Regions from separate parts of the Mus musculus genome. Here region 2 is linked to region 1. Evidence: chromatin contacts called from public HiChIP or PLAC-seq data. All regions are on one chromosome and are shown on one strand. Each heading gives the region's core, a stretch centred on a gene start, on an enhancer-like site or on the middle of the called end of the contact. The rest is flanking DNA. Distances are from core to core; before and after follow the strand shown.

Region 1 (4,183 bases), core at 1,634-4,133:
CCTTTTGGCTTTTTACCTTTTACTTTTTAGCTTTCCAAGCTTGCCTGAGGAGACTAATGTTGCTATAAATGCAAGGAGTGTCTTCTCAGCTGAAAATCAAGCTTGTAGCAAATGGGTTCAGCCCTTCTGAGACAGGAGCCGGCTGTGAATGGGCTAATGCAGGATGAAGGTGGGTGACTGGCTCAAGGAACTCTAACCAAGGAATGTCCATCAACACGGGGCAAAAATGAACAGAACTCCATCTATGGACTCCAGGGCACAACTGCAAGTCTGGCCAGCAGTCAGAATTCACCCAGGGCCTCCCAACAGCGTCAGAAACTGGAAAGCCATCGTCAGAACTCCTCAGACCTGTGTATCAGGGAGGCCTGGAAATGTCTGAAATCTCCATCCCAGCACTGCATCTCAGGTCCCCTAACCTGGGGTTAAGCCTTTCAGCAGGCACCAACTGCTCTACCCCAGGAACTCCAGACCATGGGCAAATGTCCAGCCCCACCATTCTCATAGGGACACAATCATCAAACAGGGGTCCTTAGAGAGTGTCATGAAATATGCTTCTACATGAAGACGTGAAGAGGAAGCTTCCTGTGAACCCAAGCACCAATATAACCCAGCAAGCTCAGGATACAGAAGAGTCCCCCTCCTCATCTGATCAGGAATTAATAGTAAAATATTTGGTTTAAATAAAAACATCTCAGAAACTGAGAGGCTCTGCTCACTCTTCTAATAAAAGAACAAGGAGGGACATACAGTTGTCCCAAACCAGTGACAATATCTGTGTGAGCCTCTCTACCTGGACTACATCCGCCGAGCCTCAGTCCAGGCACCAGAGAGCTGGGTTCAAAACCACCTGCTGCCCACAGAACCAAGATGACAGCAAGAGCAGAATAGGATGCTTTAAAAAGTGAAAAAGTTATACTACTCTTTCAGAGGACACACGTTCTGTTCCCAGTACCCACATCAGGTGGCTCACAGTCACCTGTATCTCTAGGAGATGCCCTCTTCTGAACTCCATTGGCCATACATTCACCTGCATACACACACACACACACACACACACACACACACACACACAATTTCAAAATAAAACAGTTAAAAAGTGACTCATAGAATTGATAGTGAAACGTAATAGTACATCACTTAGGTAGCAAACACAGGACCCTGATTTTGACTTCCTACCCCCGCCCCCCACTCTACCCCCACCCCCAATAACTTGTAAGTAAATAACAGTGCAAAGAAAACAGTAACCATGGTTAAAGGGTGATTTCTCTCCATCTACAATTTGTGGATTCTTTTTAAAACAGTTGAATAAACATATCTATTATGTTAATTTCCATCAACAAAATCCCTGGAGGGGGCCACATCCACCACCCTCCTCCCCACACACCTTCCCAACTCCTCGTGGGATCCATTGTTCTCCTGAGAGAATCCTTGAATGATAAGACACTTGTTCCATCCCTGGGAGGCAGAGGCAGGCCAGAGACAGAGAAACAAAGATCAGATACGGTCTTCTTGGTTGTGCCTCAACTAAACGTATCTCTGCTATACATTCGCCCGCTTCCCAAAGTAAATGACCCTGAATTGAGAATCAGACCTTGCAGTTTTACCAGAGCAGGGGGAGGGAATGATACGCGAAGGTCCTCTGAGAAGATGCTTGAATTTCTCCAGAGAAAACGCCAGAGGGCAGCAGACCTCCAGAGATGTCCTGGAAAAGAGCTTGGCTTTTCAGGAAGTAGACCAGCCCGGCCTGGAATGGCATTCTGAAATGAAGTCATTTGATGTTTGGTTGCTTGATTGGTTGGTTGGTTGGTTGGTTACTTGCTTGCTTGTTCCCCCACCCCCACCCCCACCCCCACCCCCACCCCCACCCTACTCCCGTTTCTGGGGATTGCTTCTTCCAACATGCTGGGCAATTGCTCTGACTTTGTTACTTTTCTTCTTATGAGAAAATATCTGACAAGATGCAATTTAAGGAGCGAAGGGATTATTTGGGGTGAGGGGGATCACAGTTTCAGAATACAGGGGAACAGTCTGTCATGGTGGGCATGACACAGCCGTGTAAGAAGTTCTGTGTGAACTTCTGTAGTTCTATGTACTGCATAGTTGGCAGTAAGGGACCTGAGAGAGATGGAGCCTGGGGCTCAGATCTCTCCTTTCCCAACCGAATAAAGCCATCGAGGTGATGCTGAGCACATCTTAAACCCCAGGGGAAGCACCTTCACAGGCACAGCCAAAGTGTGTCTCCTAGGTGACTCTAAACTCTGTCACCTCAAAAACCTCCAGAGTAACCTCGCTGGCCTGAAACCTGCTTGGACTTCTAGTGTACCCTAACGGCACAATTATACACGTCTGCATTTTTAGAGTAGAAAATGTGTAAGTAGAGTTCCCTGAGAAGCAACTTGGTGCTCTGATCATATAAACTATAAATAATCAAAGGTTTGAATTGTTTTGAGCTCAAGTGTAGCAATGTGACCAAGAGAAAGAGTGAGAGAAAAAGGAACAGAGACAGAGACTCACAGAGAGACAGAGAGAGAGGATCTTAAAAACAGAGGAATGAACCCTATGGTCTGGCTTGAGTCCAGACAATTGTGGCCCTTACTGGTTTCCCGTGTTCTGTTACAGTGTGGGCAAGCTTCACTGGTGCCACCCAGTGGCCTCCCTGAGCACTGCTTCAGTGCCTGGAGATGGGCGGGCTCAGTCTATACTGGCTGGGTCTCTAGTTGCAGACAGCCTTCATCTTCCTTTTACTAAGACTTGTCTCCGGCCTAGAATTTGACAAGCACCTGTGTCTGAGTGGATGTTGCACTCCTGGAGCAGATGGGGACAGAGGCTTTGAAGACAAGTAAGCGTTTGTTTAGGTCACCTGAACTGGAATTTCAGCCCTTCCTCTAACTGCGGCATGAGTCATCATTATTAAACGGTGGTAACCCCGTACTTACCACTGAATTTGCATAATCCTCTGAACTGAAGTTTGTAAGCAAACAGCCAACACTTTTCATATTAAAAATTGCTCCCCGACACTCACGTTGATTTCATGTAAGCTACTAATTCATATAATTTCCTGCTTACCTTCCAGGGCAGAGACGACATCTTTCAAGCAGTTATCAAAATACTGGGCAAGAACAGCACTCTGCCCTCATCTTGCTTCAAATTCAGTGATCTCAGTGTGCATATTGTGGCTTCTGTCTAATGTCATCAGTATTGCTATGTTCCTGCTCCAGCTGGGCGAAAGCCATCTTAATCCACTCTCCCCAGCTTCCTAGGCAGGGTAACTAACTACATATCTGCTCAGGGCATTTCAGCCTTCGTTCTACATAAGAATAGATGATGCATTTAATATTTCCTCACAGTTTTATACTCACTTATAACAAAACAAACTCCTTATTTAAGAAGTGCATGTTAACCACCTTTAAGACATTCCTACACAGCCAAAAGCTCATTGCTTCTTTTTTAAAAAAGTTTTTATTGATTCCTGTGAATTTCATATCTTGGGTCCCAATCCCACTCATCTCCCCATTCCTTCATATCTGCCTTGCAATCTCCCTCCTAAAATAAAACAAAGAATATAAATAAATAACTCTCACTGTGGAAGCTGTGGTGTGTCCCACAGTAGACCCTTCTGCCCAAACAACTTTCCTTGCAAATGTTCATTGCCATGAGTCACTGGCCTGGTTTGAGGCCTCTGGCTTCTGCTATACTATCAATAATGGATCCTCACTGAGACTCCTCTAGGATATCCTGTTGTTACCCTGTGTCACGGAGAGCCTGCAGCTTTGGATCTGCAGGACTGGCCTTTCAAGTATTCTAGTATTTTGTAGATGGGGTGGATGTTGGAATGGTCCAACTCAAAGCCCTGGATCTGGGCCTGGGTGGGAGCTGAGTTGGTCAGCTACCAGCTCTCCTGTACCTACAAAACCAGGAGCTGTTCTGCTCTACTGCAGGACCCACTCTTCTGAGTACTGTAGCCAATGAGTGGTGGAGCCAGTTCTCCTTGTTCTCATAACCTGGGGGGAAAGCTCATCTGCCTGCAGGAAGTGAGTGGGTATAGTAGGTTGGCCTGATGCTGCTTGTATTCTAATGCTAGTATTGAGCCCCAAGACCTGGTTGTCCCAGAGGGGATCTGCATGTAGCCCCACCCGACACCATGTGACCTTGATCCCAAATTATTCCTGATTGGTAAATAAAG
Region 2 (4,544 bases), core at 901-3,400, 210 kb after region 1:
GACTTTGTTAATACTGACTTTCCTTGTTTTACTGACTGAGTCCTGCCAGGACCCTGCCAGGCCTAGAGCCCACTGTGCAGACCTCACAGAGGCCCTCTTGTCTCTTCCTTCTGAGCACTGGGATCAAACGTGTGTGCCATCACATCTGGCTACTTTATAAATACTTTAAAAATAAGACTTTTTATTTTGGTATTTCCCTAGTTTTGTTGCAGTTGTGAACATAAACTCGTAATACACTGCGAAACTTAGACCTAAGGAGTCTAACTTACTGCTGTGTGAAGAATAAATGTTTCTTATGAATTTAGGAATAATTTTCCTGACATGTCTTGATTTTTTTTTTTTGTTTTTTGTTTTTTGGGTTTTTTGTTTGTTTGTTTGTTTTTTAAAGCTTTTCAGCATCACTCAAAAATCTAACTGAAGAGACACATCGTTGGGATTCTTTTTTTTTTAAGATTTATTTTATTTATATGAGTACCCTGTAGCTGTCTTCAGACACAACAGAAGAGGGCATAGGATCCTATTACAGATGGTTGTGACCCACTATCTGGTTGCTGGGAATTGAACTCAGGACCTCTGAAAGAGCAATCAATGTTCTTAACCACTGAGCCATCTCCCCAACCCCATTGGGATTCTTAAAGTAAATGAAAATGTGTATGCTGGGTAGCTGTCACAAAGTATATCTTGCTGCAAAATCTTAATGCTGCCAGGTTAAAAAAATCACTAAATCACAGTGAAAAAACCTCAACTGAGCTATCATTAAACAGACCTAAGAAATTATAGTCATTTGTAAAAGATGAGTAAATAGTTCATATTTTGTTTTCAATTTGAGTCCATTACTTAAATCTTAACCAGCTTTAGCTGAGCAATGTAGTTGTGTCTGATTAAACTTTTAAAAACATCCATGAAAAAGCAGGACAATTAGAGCTTTATTTATAACATGGAATCCGGTGCAGGACATTACCTTGCATCTCTTTCGTACAATGTTTTAGGCAGAATGTCTCTGTCCACATAAATGGTATTAGGGTAATACCATACTGTGAATCGAGTATCTTGAATTCCACAGAGGATATTGCATGTATCACACCATGCCAAAGTATGTACCATGGTTCCTTAAAAATAATAGTTGTGGTCCATTAGTATCAACAGATATTAAAATCTATCTTTAAAATGAGCTGACAAACAAGATCCTAATTAATACAATGGCTATATCTCTACTTTCTGTTCGTATAACAAGTGTACAGATGTAAAAACTATGAAAAATGAAAATACTTGAATGTTCTCCCTAGAGCCATTCTGGGTTTAATCAGCAGGTGTTTCAGTGCTGACTTAGCTACAGAATTCAAATTTGCTACTGAAATTGAGTGACAAAGTTGTGAAGAAATGTGAGACTAAAACTCATTCACTCATTAAGACATTAAAGCTGCTAGGTACACAGCAGACCATCTAAGAAAACAGACAATAATTACAAATTTAAGTACATGGAAATTATTATACCAAGTTTAATAATCTGTTCTTCTTTCCCAAATCGTTTCACAGAGGTGATGTAGAGATCTCTGTTCTTGTCAATGAAAGCAATTTTTCTGTCATTGGTAAGTCCTTTTTGATCCAGAGCAATTTCTGAGATTTCATTCTAAAATTTCAAAAAGTATGCAAGAATTAAATTCATTTTAGCTCCTAACATCTGGTCACTTAATTAGTTCTCAGCACATTTCTGTCCTTATGGGTCGGCTAAACCAACTGTGGTGGCACACGCCTATCCTCCTGGCCCTCAGGAGCCAGAGGCAGAGGACGATGAATATGAGGCCAGGCTGGGCTACAGTGAAAAATCCTGTATTGAGCAGGAAGAAAGAAAGAAAAAAAGACACAGGGAACAAAACAACCAAAATTAATTAAATGTCAATTACCCACTCATAATAACAAAATGTCCCCATGAACTTATTTCATTAATTTTTTAAGCCCATGAGACACAGATTCAAAGAAAAGTGAGATATAACTCAGGAATAGGAGAGGTTCCCAGAAAGGATTACTCTCTTCAGTAATTTTAAATCAGTAATAACTAAGAATTCAAGAGCAGTACTAAAGTGTAGTTACTCTACTGGCAATGCAAGGTTCCTCAAAACACCATCAAAAGCATCTGCACTGACTCTCTAGGGAGAACATCTGTGCCCTGTCCTTAGCTGACAGGAGCAAAGGAGAAGGGCTCAATAGCACACGAGAGGTCTGCACTAATGAAAAGCTTCTTTATAACATGTATCCCGAATAGACTGCCCAACACCTGTATTTTAAAGACTTGTTAAGTAAACTTTAGAAACACGTGCGAGTAGCTCTTGTTTCTAGAACATTAAAATTTACAATTTTCCCCGGGAGCACTTTGCCTGAGCATCTGCAGCAGACATCTTGGTTCCGGGACCCCGCCGAGAGTATTCTGCACAGGTGAGAGTGTAGAATACAGAAGCTAACAGCTTCTGGGGCAGGCCAAAGCAACTCAGCCTCGGGACAGGCCCTGTTTTGGGCCTTCGTCTTCGGCCAGGAGGGAGGTCCTAACGCCAGATATCTGTGCACCTTCCCTGTAAGAGGAGAGTTTGCCTGCAGAGAGTGCTCTAACTACTGAAACTCAGAGGAGAGATCTAGTCTCCCAGGTCTGCTGATAGAGGCTAACAGAATCACCTGAGGAACAAGCTCTAATCAGAGACAACTAAATCAAATAACTCCAGAGATTATCAGATGTCGAAAGGTAAACATAAGAATCTTACTAACAGAAACCAAGACCACTCACCATCACCAGAACCCAGCACTCCCACCTCGCCCAGTCCAGGGCACCCCAACACACCCGAAAAGCTAGACCTGATTCTAAAAGAATATCTCATGATGATGGTAGAGGACATCAAGAAGGACCTTAATAATACACTAAAAGAAATACAGGTGAACAATGCTAAACTGGAAGAAGATCTTAAAGAGGAAGCACAAAAATCCCTTAAAGAATTACAGGAAAACACGACCAAACAGGTGATAGAATTGAATAAAACCATCCAAGACCTAAAAAGGGAAGTAGACACAATAAAGAAAACCCAAAGTGAGGCAACGTTGGAGATAAAAATCCTAGGAAAGAAATCTGGAACCATAGATGCGAGCATCAGCAACAGAATACAAGAGATGGAAGAGAGAATCTCAGGTGCAGAAGATTCCATAGAGAACATCGGCACAACAATCAAAGAAAATACAAAACACAAAAAGATCCTAACTCAAAACATCCAGGAAATCCAGGACACAATGAGAAGACCAAACCGACGGATAATAGGAGTAGATGAGAATGAAGATTTTCAACTCAAATGACCGGCAAATATCTTCAACAAAATTATAGAAGAAAACTTCCCAAACCTAAAGAAAGATGCCCATGAACATACAAGAAGCCTACAGAACTCCAAATAGACTGGACCAGAAAAGAAATTCCTCCCAACACATAATAATCAGAACAACAAATGCACTAAATAAAGATAGAATATTAAAAGCAGTAAGGGAAAAGGGTCAAGTAACATATAAAGGCAAGCCTATCAGAATTACACCAGATTTTTCACCAGAGACTATGAAAGCAAGAAGAGCTTGGACAGATGTTATATAGACACTAAGAGAACACAAATGCCAACCCAGGATACTATACCCAGCCAAACTTTCAATAACCTTAGATGGAGAAACAAAAGTATTCCATGACAGAACCAAATTCACACATTATCTTTCCATGAATCCAGCCCTTCAAAGGATAATAACAGAAAAAAAAACCAATACAAGGATGGAAACCACGTCCTAGAAAAAGCAAGAAGGTAATCCCTCAACAAACCTAAAACAAGACAGCCACAAGAACAGAATGCCAACTTTACCAACAAAAATAATACGAAGCAACAATTACTTTTCCTTAATATCTCTTAATATCAATGGACTCAACTCCCCAATAAAAAGACATAGACTAATAGAATGGCTACACAAACAGGACCCAACATTTTGCTGCTTACAGGAAACCCACCTCAGGGAAAAAGATAGACACTACCTTAGAATGAAAGGCTGGAAAACAATTTTCCAAGCGAATGGTCTGAAGAAACAAGCTGAAGTAGCCATTCTAATATCTAATAAAATCGACTTCCAGCCCAAGGTCATCAAAAAAGACAAGGAGGGGCACTTCATACTCATCAAAGGTAAAATCTTCCAAGAGGAACTCTCAATTCTGAATATCTATGCCCCAAATACAAGGGCAGTCGCATTCATTAAAGAAACTTTAGTAAAGCTCAAAGCACACATTGCACCTCACACAATAATAGTGGGGGACTTCAACACACCACTTTCACCAATGGACAGATCATGGAAACAGAAACTAAACAGGGACACAGTGAAACTAACAGAAGTTATGAAACAAACGGATCTAACAGATATCTACAGAACATTTTATCCTAAAACAAAAGGATATACCTTCTTCTCAGCACCTCATGGTACCTTCTCCAAAACTGACCACATAATTGGACACAAAACAAGCCTCAACAGATAAAAAAATGTTG

What was found. HiChIP or PLAC-seq counts read pairs in DNA pulled down with a chosen protein or histone mark.
Region 2: an H3K27ac HiChIP or PLAC-seq map of large pre-B cells shows a contact between it and region 1, with 3 times the contacts expected there. The contact joins two enhancer-like sites. A contact is called at or near these places in 1 of 15 datasets of contacts at CTCF or cohesin (the NIH/3T3 cell line), 1 of 484 Hi-C or Micro-C datasets (embryonic stem cells), 4 of 115 datasets of contacts at active chromatin or transcription factors (CD8 T cells, embryonic stem cells, large pre-B cells and 1 more) and 2 of 9 other capture datasets (adipose tissue and embryonic stem cells).

What each region holds. Positions count from the first base shown.
Region 1 is chr3:68,706,723-68,710,905 of GRCm38.p6, forward strand. No RefSeq gene overlaps it. Among named protein-coding and RNA genes, the nearest start is that of Il12a, 17 kb to the left of the region's middle. Within about 2 kb of position 2,884, at least 73 of the 459 cell types and tissues checked have an H3K27ac peak or open chromatin away from gene starts, as enhancers often do.
Region 2 is chr3:68,916,996-68,921,539 of GRCm38.p6, forward strand. Ift80 (intraflagellar transport 80) reads right to left here. Exons shown (of 20, transcript NM_026641.2): 14 at 1,495-1,630; 15 at 962-1,109. Among named protein-coding and RNA genes, the nearest start is that of 1110032F04Rik, 50 kb to the left of the region's middle. Within about 2 kb of position 2,151, at least 4 of the 459 cell types and tissues checked have an H3K27ac peak or open chromatin away from gene starts, as enhancers often do.